3 separate regions of the Mus musculus genome follow, and regions 2 and 3 are each linked to region 1. A link is a contact called in public HiChIP or PLAC-seq data. All regions are on one chromosome and are shown on one strand. Each heading gives the region's core, a stretch centred on a gene start, on an enhancer-like site or on the middle of the called end of the contact. The rest is flanking DNA. Distances are from core to core; before and after follow the strand shown. Region 1 has its middle 19 kb from the start of Fez2. Region 2 overlaps Crim1 (cysteine rich transmembrane BMP regulator 1 (chordin like)). Region 3 overlaps Crim1 (cysteine rich transmembrane BMP regulator 1 (chordin like)).

Region 1 (3,467 bases), core at 673-3,172:
AGTGACCAGTGACATTTGAGATGGCAGCTGTTCTGCTAGACTCAGTTCCAGTGTGAAGATGATAAGCAGAGATCTCTTGCTAACCCCTTATGCAAGTGAAAAATAAGTCTGTTATTTTAAACCATTGAGATCTGGGGGTTGTTTGTTTTAACAACATAGATGAGCCAAACCTGACAGACAGACATTGACTTATGAAGGCAATTACAAATAACCAATGCGTTCCTTCACGTAGGAAAGTGAAATAAGTGATTATGCACACAGATTATAGATTATGTTGCTGGCAGGGAAAACCACTCTTGAAGTACGTTGAATGAGATGGGAAACCACTCTCCCTGGATAGCTACATGGGAAGAGAATGCAAAACAGAATCTATTAAATAAATTCATATATAAATTATATAAGAACTCTGCATGGTAGTTGCTCAATGGTATTAGTTATTTCAGTATAGTTAGAAACAGGTAAATAATGAGCCATCCCAGATCCAACATGATTTACCTTCTAGCTGAGGGCTTGTACTGTCTTGTAGCTGCAGAGGGATGGAATGCTGACTTCATTCGCACACCTGCAGGGCATGGCCACACCAGCATCGACTTGAACATATCACTTGCTCTAGGTGCACAAGAAGCTGTGGGTTTCTAGCTAAACGATGCTACAGAACCCACTGGCCAAACTTCCAGCGCTGCAAGTTTCAGGCAGGGATGTGGGAAGGGCCACTCACCCCACACCCACTCACTGACTTGTCCTGAAGATCCTGGCTTATGCCACAGATGCTTCAGCTGCTGTCTTAGATCTAGCCTCTCCCACAGCTGATGCAGGGACCAGATGATGCAACCTGGAAGTGTGGAGGAGTCAAAGCCTATGGAGCAAGTGTTGGTCAACTGGACAGGAGGCCAGACGATAACCTTGGAACTCAGGAAGGGAGATGCGATCACTCTGTAGTGTCTCTCTGCAGGCATCCTGTACGAGTGAGCTATCAGCTTCTCTTGCCACCTGCCGTGGTCAGCTTTCTAACCCACTCTCTATCTGCGACCCCCTTTCTACTTTGTCTCCTTCCTCCTCATGGGATTTGACTCCCCACTAAAGCAAGTGAAGGAGTAGCCTCAGGCACTGCCATCCAGGAGGGGCTCCAAGAATCAGCAAAACTTCCTTCTAAAGCAATTTCCATGTTCCACTCTCTGCCCTCCATACTGAACTACACAGCACTGTCTCCCTCCAACATCAAATCCTGTCTATTCTAGGAAAAGGCGGGAGTTGAGGACTCGAGGCAGCTTGAGAGGAACAATGGGGTTCCAGTACCACGATTGCCTAAATCTCCACAAAGCTGTCAAAACTTTAACCTGCTTGTAACAGGATTTAGACATACAGAGTTAAAAATGGAACACTACTCTACTCCTTAAGACCCAACAGAAGATGTGAGGTTTGTTAGTGAGCATGGAGTGGCTGTGCTAGCTAGTTGGATGTCAACTTGATACAAGCTAGAGTCATTTTAGAATAGGGAACCTCAGTGGAGGACATGTTCCCAGTAGATTGGTCTGTGGGGTAAGCCTTTAGGGCATTTTCTAGATTGATGATTGATGGGAGTGGGTCCCACCTCCATAGGGGTGGAGCTACTCCTGATCTGGGTGCTATAAGAAGGCAGGCTGGGGCTGGAGAGATGGCTCAGCAGTTAAGAGCACTGGCTTCTCTTCCAGAGGTCCTGAGTTCAATTCCCAGCAACCACATGGTAGCTGGCAACCATCTGTAATGGGATCTGTTGCCCTCTTCTGTTATGCAGGAATACATGCAAATAGAGCACTCATATACATAAATAAACAAATCTTATTTTTTAAAAAAAAAAGGCATGCTGTGGGCTGTTGGACCAAGGTACTATGAAAAGGCAGAGCGAACCATGAGCTAGCAATGCAGTAAGCAGAGTTTCACCACAACCCAGCTCTGGCCTTAGACTTCCTGTCATGAGCTCCAGGGATGACAGAGTGTGACCTGAGAGTCCTACGGTGACAGAAAGAAACCCTTTCCTCCCCAAGTTACTTACAGTTACTCCCCAAGTTACTGATGTGTCCTACCACATCAATAAAACTCCTAAGACAATATCTTTTCCATTGATCCACTGTAGAAAGTGTCTACGCTTTTCTCCAGATGACTTCTGATCCATAGAAACCACTAAAAAGCCCAGCACTAGCTTTCAGACAAGTCTCTCTGGCGCAGGGATGCACGTCCGTTTCTGCAGGCCCTGGCTAGATATTTAGACCTTCAGATCTGGCTTGGCCTACCTCAGCTCTGGAGTGGAGCCTTTTGCAGTGTTGGAGCCAGACTCCCATGTGGGTGTGCTATGAGCTGAGAGCCACCTGCTCACTGATTCTTGGCTTGCCTTCACTTCCTGACAACTGAGCTTGTGTGGGTAACTCTCATCCTTAGGTACTGACCCTTGGCCTATGGCAGATCTTCTTGGTCCCTACTTCTTACCCTGACTAGTAACCTCTAGCTGCCTGGAACCTATTCCATGCAATTCTATCTCTCATTTTTAAAGACGCTGTCCTCCCTTGGTCACACTAAGTAGCATCCCAGTCAGACTGGCCACAGAGAGATCTGGCTGCCTCTGCCTCCCCGTGCTGGGATTAATATTGTGTGTCAACACATCCACTCCAACATCTAAAAAAAAAAAAAAATGAGCCTAATTTCCAATGAACTTGTACTTGGTGGAAGTAGAAGCTAAGAGGGGGTATTTAAAATGTGAGCATAAAACTCAACAGAGGGCTCATATAAGCGAGAGTAAATTCCACACCTACTGTGTTTCAGGGACTAGTCTGGGAGTTTAAAAACTTATTATATAATGAGGAAAATAGACTTAAGTGCCTATTTTCACCTCTTTTAGAAAATGATAAAGGGTATTCATTGAACCTTGCTACATCTGTGTGAGAGTTTGGATGTAATGTGTCCCCCACAGGCTTGGGCTTGGTCCCCAGCTGGGAGTGCAGTTTCAAGAGGTTGTGGGACTGTGAGATGGGGCCCAGTTGAAGGAAGTGGGTCTGAAGTAGAGGAGGTACTGAAAAGTGTTACCCATCCTCTCTTCTGGTCTCTGTCACGCACTCCAATCCCTGGTCCTTTGAGAGATGGACAGGAGCCATTGTGTCTTCCCTAGCATGACGGACAAGATCCACTTAGTGTGAACCCCAATAACTCTTCCCTTCTTTAAGTTTCTTCTAGTCGGGTGTTCGGCCACAGCCATGAAAGAAGCAACTCATGTTGCATGTGTACATCAGTGAGTCAAGCCAGGTGGTGGCAGTAAATAAGTTAATACCCTCTGGCTCCCACTCTGGCTTCCCGCAGGTCCTGCACACACTGTACCTGCCCAAGAGCTCTGGATTCACAAACAAATACACACACACACACACACACACACCAGCTCACTTTGAGATGCCTTGACTAGCTCAATGACTGGGCTCTTCTAAACCTCCCTGCAGTTAGCA
Region 2 (3,467 bases), core at 423-2,922, 190 kb before region 1:
ACAAGGATCTCATTACTGTCAGGGTCCCCAATGGTTTCTCCTTTGGCTGCTTAAATGCCATTTACAAGTACTTACTCTGCTTACGAAAGACAGTAAGGCCTTTATGAAATTTAAAATCTGAATCACTGCCTCATTTTTTTTAATAAAGGCAATCATGAATTGATAATACAGTGTGCTGTTCTCTAAAAAAAACCCTTTTTTATAAAGAACTCGAAAATAAAACATCACACAGCAACATCAACTAGATTGCAGGTCTGTATAATGAACATCCACATAAGAGTATTCTGCTTTTTCATTTGGGGAAAATAAATGCCTACACACACACACACACACACACACACACACACACACACACATATATGGAGGTGTGTGTGTGGTGTGTGAGTGTGTCTTTAAATGACTTTAACCCCCATTTCATGATAGGAGAAAGAAAACAGAGTCAAAGTAAAATATTTGAAACAGTAGACTTTTAGCTTAGGTTAAGTCAACATTTTAAAACTATATACTATAGGTATAGATTTTTAGAAGAATTATTGTTCAAAACATGTTTGAGTTCATTGCCAATTTGATGGCCTGATAAGCGGCACAGGAAAAACAGAAAGGGCTCCGAGAAGGCGGAAACCAGTGTCAAGTATCTGGGAAATAAAAGCAGGAAGCTCCAGGAACTTGGCCTCAGACCAGTTAGAGAGAACAGTCGCTTGAAAACCACTCACGTTACCTGCATTCTGGCTGGGAGACATCATACAGTGACCTACCCTTCTGGGAGTTGTGGGTTCTCCTGCTCTTCAAGGAGATAGGAGGAAGTCCTGATTAAAGATGTTGTATCCCTTGCTAAGAGAAGCGTGGTAGGTAGGTAAAGAGGGAAGTTTTCTTCCACTGCACTGGGAATGACCACAGGAAGGACTTAGTGTCATGTGAACTTTCATTTTAACATTCGAGCAGTGCTTCCCAGGCACGTTCCATAGGCAAGGACTCTTTTGAGGTCCTGTGCCATTCAATGATTCTTCCCTTTCTTTTGTTCGGTCTTAACCTCTTTAAGAACATACACAACTACATTTTCCAGTCCTCTCTTATGTCCTAAGATGTGCTCAATTCTACCAACTCCCTGCCCATCCTTGTCTAACCCTCGTGTTAAAGCAACACTGGGCGTAGCAGAGAAGGTTTTTGCTTCACATGTAATATGTCTTATTTTAAAATGAACACACTGTGCGTTTTAAGAATACATCAGTTATTGTTGCTAAAAGACGAAATGCATCCTGGCCTCAAGCTAGGGAAGGGGTGCTCTTTCAGAACCAGCTTTCAACTTTCTGTTTGTACCTCCAGGAAGTGCTAACCAGATGCTGATCTAATGCCTGGCTTCAGCAGGTTTAGGGTTTTTTTTTCTCCCCTGAGTGGCTCTGGGCAGCCCCTCCTGTGTGTGTGGTTTCTAACTTGGCTGGAGATGACCTCTCAGGTTTTCCCAGGGTTCAGCGTGGGCTCTGTCACACGTTGCTGCTGAGTGGCTGCCTGGCCCAGCTGTGTCCAGCTGAACCCTAGCCCTACACACACACGCACACACACACAAAAAAAAAAAAAAACATTTTCTTCTATAGAATCCCAGCCCTCTGAGTGGCCACAGGGACAGCTAGGTGACATGAGCACTTGCTGAGATTCCCCCAGAGGGAAGTGGGAGGTGGTTCTTCAGTGCCTGAGAACAGACCGGCTGCTCTGAGCTGGGTCATCTCCACCAACCAGAGGGTGTGGACCATCCCAGGTTTCCTGAGCCACTCGCCGTTCAAATGTGTGCCCCATTCGTTAGTGTCATTCTTATTCCCAGGCCATTATCTGGTACCGTGGACACTTCACCCAAGTCAGGTGAAGTGTCCACAGTCTTTTTACTAGAGAGAGGAGGGGAGTCTATGAGAGGAAGCTCAAGCATGATTTTATGAGCACAGTGGCTTTAATGTGAATCTGCCTTCTGTCAAAAGCTGATGGTTTCAAGTGTCCGTATGGCCTGTCAGGGTAGGGAAGGATTTTTTGGTAGACTTATTTTATGCTTTTCCAGGCTTGCAGTATTGCATGTTTATTAGTATCTTGGTTAAGAGGTCATCTGGGAGGAACAGTTCCTTAAATATAGGTTTTCTTTCTCCTTCTCCTCTCCTCTCCCCTCCCTCCTTCTTTCCTTCCCTCCTTCCTTTTGTTCCTACTTTTTTTTTTTTGGAATGAAAATGGAAAGATCTTTGTGAATGAAAGGGACAAAGTTGAATGCATACAACTCCACACAGATGTGCCCCCCTCAGCTCCCAGTAAGAAGCTAGTTTCTCCCACTTGCAGCTGAAAGTCACCAGGATCAACCTTCTGTGGAGCGTGAGGGTGACTTCGTTCGTCCTTTTCCAGGATTGATCATCCCATCGTGTTCTTTCCAGGCTTGTGTTCGCCTCAGAACCCCAGCCTCACGTTTCGCTTTTTTTTAATACACTTTCTTACCATCTAGGAAGATGTTCACCCAGGCAGTGACATACTCAGGACAGCCAGATGCAAATGGAATGGCGCTGAGCGTGGGAGCTGAGGGAGATAGACATTCATGAGCAACAAAAATCAATTGGACGGAGTTTTAATTAGTTGCAAAGCCCTTCTGTGACTCATAGACAGGCTGTTTACCTCTAGATCTGATGTCTCTGTTCCTTGTGAAATGTGCGACTTTCTCAAGAAAGTCATTTCAGGGTTCATTAACATTCAACCTTTGGTTTAAAAAAGTTTAGAAATGTCCTACTCATAAAATTTGACACATCCCCTAGTACTTATTGACTGCTGCCACGCATAGGGTAGTAGCCTGGGCACTCAGATAATCTCTTTGGGTATGGGGTTCCTCTTGTAATGGTGTATGGGCGCTAAGACAAGAAGAGCAGCCCACATAAGCTGCTCCTGCTGCTGGAGTCCTGGGCATTGTCTTTTCTATGGCACCTTCCTGCTTTTGATTTGTGACCCCTGTTGCTCAGTGTTTTTTGCATCAGGAGGAAGTGATGCAGTAAGTGGTGACTGCAGAGCTGGGGAGGGAAGAGATTAACACAAGATGAATTAATGTGTGTGTGGTTTTCAGGGGCTGGACTGTTCCTCTGAATCAAGGATGTATTCTTTGTTTCTGGCTGACGACTTCCTAGTTTTCCAGCGGGTAGGGGAACCTTTTATTCTTTTCTCTGTCGCTGGAAGTCTTTTTTTTTTTTAATTTTTTTAATTTCCCGAAAAGCAAGTACAGTGTTTTCTGCTTATCAGCGGCCTTTCTTTTCCTGTTCCAATAACAAGAGAACAATAGAGGAATTTAATAATGTTTAAAGATTGATACCACTTTCGCCCAATGTATCCATATATTTGTCTGCAGATAAAAATTGAGGTTTTATGAAACAGAGGAAAGCATTTTGCTGGTAATATGAACCAAGAGCGTCATCTATGTCTCTCCATCCCCCCCTTTCCTTTCCCTTTCATCTAGT
Region 3 (3,467 bases), core at 247-2,746, 160 kb before region 1:
GAGTAGCTAGAGAGAAAATTGTGGACTTTGGCAGCTTAGCCACTCCTAATGTGTCCTCAGCCACGGGTCTTGGCCTCCCTGGGTCTGTCTTGTCATCTGCAGGGTAGAGATGAAAATGTAATTTCTTTTTCACTGAGAAGCTCGTAGGCCAGTTGAAATGGGTACCAGCAGGCCTAACTTGCAGGAGGCCCTCAATTAGGAGAGATTTTTTTTTCTTCTGTTTCTCTAAGCGTAACTTTGGCAACGGTATTCTTAATAAGAAATATCACCCATCAGTGTTAGCATTGTGAGGTTTTATTGGTATTCTCTACATGTTATTATACCTCAGTTTAGATTTCTTCTTCATAACCCTGACGTGTGTATATTCCTTCTTAAGAGTCAGCTCTAGCTTGCTTTAGAGGTTTTGTTTATTTGTTTTTTTCTTAACGTTTCCTGGTCCTGGAACACTCTTGGCTACTATGTGTATTTATATGCTCCCCTCGGCTCTCACGGTCCATCCCTTAGCTGTCCTCGAACTCACCGTGTAGACCAGGCTGAGCTTAGACTTGTGGTATCCTGACTCTGTCTATCTCCTGAGTGCTGGAATCAGACGCATGTGCCACCACACCCTGCTTTCTCTTCCTTTGCTGCCTTGAAGGACTCTGCTGGATAAGGCAGGGCCCTTGCATTATTGATTACACTTCAGAGCCTTTATTGGCACCTGGCACTATGCTGAGAAGCCGTTTGTCTGAATGCCTCTGTCCTCTCCTCTCGAGCTATAAATCCCAGAAAGCAAGGACTTTGCTCCTTTCGTGTTCAAGTCATTCAGTTAATGTTTGTCAACTGAATGAGTGAAAGACAGACACAGAGGACTGTACAGACTAGTCCGCTATCACAGGATCTATCAAGTGGCCGAGGGCCCCTGTGACAGCCAAGGTCAAGATCATAGACTGTTCCCAGTCTGCAGAGTGTAAGGTACACCGCAGTGAGATCTGGGGCACACAAGTGTAGTAGGTTCTTTGCCTCTTGGCTTTATACTCTGTGTTTTTACTGAATTCTGTAGTGTCCAAAGAATTCAAATCTGGGGTCCTTTGAGTTATCCTAGAAGTAATTGGCACTCCCAGAGATGTGTCAGAGTGAGGTGTACCTGTAAGGTGGGTTTACTGCCCACAGGCAGAAGGAGTCAGGGTCAGTGTTGGAGGAGGACCCTGCAGCATTAACTCTGCAGTAGACTCCATGTTTTCCTTGTCCGCATTATGCTGCTTGCTCTGTAGGAACTAGTGTGTAGCATCCTGCTGCTATTTAAAGTGACCGTGTCAATGGATTTTGAAGTAGAAGAAAGGCTTCACCATCAGATGGACCTCGACAAAATACACAAGGATAAGAAGAATCTGGCCGGGTGACTTTACCTATCTCTTTTAAAGTTTCTTTTTCCCCCCCACTTACCATCGAGTAGCTGTTATTTTCCTTTTACTTAAAAACCTAGTTTCAAGCAGAAAACTCTGAAATGCATTTGCCCACTTGGAGTTTCGGTTTTACTTTCTCTGCCTGGTATCCTGTCCTGGCAAAGACCTAGAAGCAACCACTGTCTTATCATGGAGATTTAAGTGATTAGGCTGGGATAACACTTTGCATAATAATAATAATTACTATTATATCAGTTTATACTAGATAACCATACCAACCCCCAAAGAAAGATTACTAATATGGTGAAACTAATTTATCTTTCTTTAATTATTTTTGTTGAGAGCCATATTGTCACTTTAGTCTCTATATATCTGGGGCAATTTTTTTTTATAAGATGCCAGTTGCAATGTTACCATGGCAACCAGACATAAAAGCTTGCTAATTAGTTGAAGTACTATATATAGATTTGTTAAATGCTTTTGGGGAAGAGTATAGAAGGACCTCTTTTCAAATAGATTAAAAAAAAATTGAAACTAAAGTAATGCCTTTCTCATTCGTGGGAAATTGGCGATATGGCTACAGTTTCCTTTTTTTTTTTAATTAAAAACAAACAGGAGAGATGTAGAAGAATAAATAAAGATTTCCAAGAGAACTTATGCACTTGAAACAGGCTCAGAGAGAAGGGGCCAAGCCAACAGTTGCTGATGCCATGGTAACCCAGTGAGTGGAGTGCGTGCTGGATGCTGAGCAAACACAGAGAGGGGGCAAAAAAGCAACTATTAGCAGTTAGGAGATAAGGAGGAATCTGTAGGTTCTACAAATCTCAGTTCTTTGAAAGCATCATTTCACAGTCTACCAACTCAGTGTAAGACTTGAGCCTTGTCCCTGCCAATCATCTTATTAACAGCACAGCTCTGAAGAGAGATGGTAAACAGCAGAGCTGGGTGAAGTCACTGACTCATGGGAGAGCTTGCAGAAATCTGACCGAAAGTTCGAGTGAGACACGGATGATATAAAGTCTGCATTCAGTAGAGTATATGTTACTTTCTAACACGTGTGTTTTTAAAATTGCCCACAAAACTGCATCTGTACACACATGTGTGCAAAGGGGGAAAAAATCCCACAAAATCTTAAGAAATTAACAAAACCAAAACATTGCACAGCATGTGCGTTTCTAGTGACAAATCAGTAAATTTAAACAAAAGGAGAGCTCCTCTCCCCCCAGCTTAGCAGCACAGAAATTTTACAACACTTAACTGAAAAACTTCAAAGAGGAAATCAATGTTGAATTATAGATTATTTCAAAACAGGCCAGATTGCGAAGCATGTTTAAAAAAAAAAAACAACCTTTAAGACACAAAGTAGCATTTGGCTATGATGTGAAAGTCATATTTTTATGTGTGTGTAAGAAAACAAGAGAGAAATAGAAGTGAATTTGGTATTTGATGTTTAGATTCTTCCAAAAGACTGACAAGAACCCGAAAGAGAAAAAGATCCCAAAACATAAAGGAACAGAGGAGCACACAGAGCTAAGCCTTGTCAGCAAAGTCTGATGGGAATTGGGAGTTTTAAATGAATTCTCTATCTCCTGCTAAAATACAGTGTAGTAAAGATGATTCCAGAAGAGCCAGGACACCTGGTCATACCTGAGAAATCTGCCCCCTTTCCTTTTCAGGAAGTTGTATGGGAAAGGTCCGTGTGAGCATCAAAGGATAGTTAACTTCGTGCTTATAAAAATGTTTTTTGCATCAGCTGGGCATGTTGGCACACACCTTGAATCCCAGGATTCAAAAGGGAGAAGCAAGCAATTCTCTGAGTTCAAGGCCAGCCTTGTCTAGGTAGTGAGTTCCAGGCCAGCCAGGGCTACATAGTGAGGCCATTTCTCTAAACAAAAATAAAAAAAAGTCTTACGCAGCAGCCGAAGAGGTAGCTGCAAACATCCTCCTGGAAAGAACCCATGTAAGTAGCCAAGACTGACGGGGCCAACACTGGCAAAAGATGGGGGAGGGAGAGGAAGAGTGGGTTCAAGGGTGATGGACAGTAGCAACTACTACACTTGAGCGTTTAAGTTTAAAAATCTT

Evidence for each region. HiChIP or PLAC-seq counts read pairs in DNA pulled down with a chosen protein or histone mark.
Region 2: a BATF HiChIP or PLAC-seq map of CD8 T cells shows a contact between it and region 1, with 7 read pairs. The contact joins two enhancer-like sites. A contact is called at or near these places in 1 of 484 Hi-C or Micro-C datasets (nephron progenitors), 3 of 115 datasets of contacts at active chromatin or transcription factors (CD8 T cells, large pre-B cells and pancreatic cancer cells) and 2 of 9 other capture datasets (adipose tissue and liver).
Region 3: a contact with region 1 is called in a BATF HiChIP or PLAC-seq map of CD8 T cells, with 8 read pairs. The contact joins two enhancer-like sites. A contact is called at or near these places in 1 of 15 datasets of contacts at CTCF or cohesin (CD8 T cells), 1 of 484 Hi-C or Micro-C datasets (the BV-2 cell line), 2 of 115 datasets of contacts at active chromatin or transcription factors (CD8 T cells and pancreatic cancer cells) and 3 of 9 other capture datasets (adipose tissue, liver and pancreatic islet).

The regions. Positions count from the first base shown.
Region 1 is chr17:78,435,044-78,438,510 of GRCm38.p6, forward strand. No RefSeq gene overlaps it. Among named protein-coding and RNA genes, the nearest start is that of Fez2, 19 kb to the left of the region's middle. Within about 2 kb of position 1,923, at least 7 of the 459 cell types and tissues checked have an H3K27ac peak or open chromatin away from gene starts, as enhancers often do. A contact at or near this core is called in CD8 T cells, where this site is marked.
Region 2 is chr17:78,244,234-78,247,700 of GRCm38.p6, forward strand. The region is part of intron 2 of Crim1 (cysteine rich transmembrane BMP regulator 1 (chordin like)); the gene reads left to right. Among named protein-coding and RNA genes, the nearest start is that of Gm41620, 35 kb to the right of the region's middle. Within about 2 kb of position 1,673, at least 68 of the 459 cell types and tissues checked have an H3K27ac peak or open chromatin away from gene starts, as enhancers often do. A contact at or near this core is called in CD8 T cells, where this site is marked.
Region 3 is chr17:78,273,300-78,276,766 of GRCm38.p6, forward strand. The region is part of intron 2 of Crim1 (cysteine rich transmembrane BMP regulator 1 (chordin like)); the gene reads left to right. Among named protein-coding and RNA genes, the nearest start is that of Gm41620, 6.3 kb to the right of the region's middle. Within about 2 kb of position 1,497, at least 62 of the 459 cell types and tissues checked have an H3K27ac peak or open chromatin away from gene starts, as enhancers often do. A contact at or near this core is called in CD8 T cells, where this site is marked.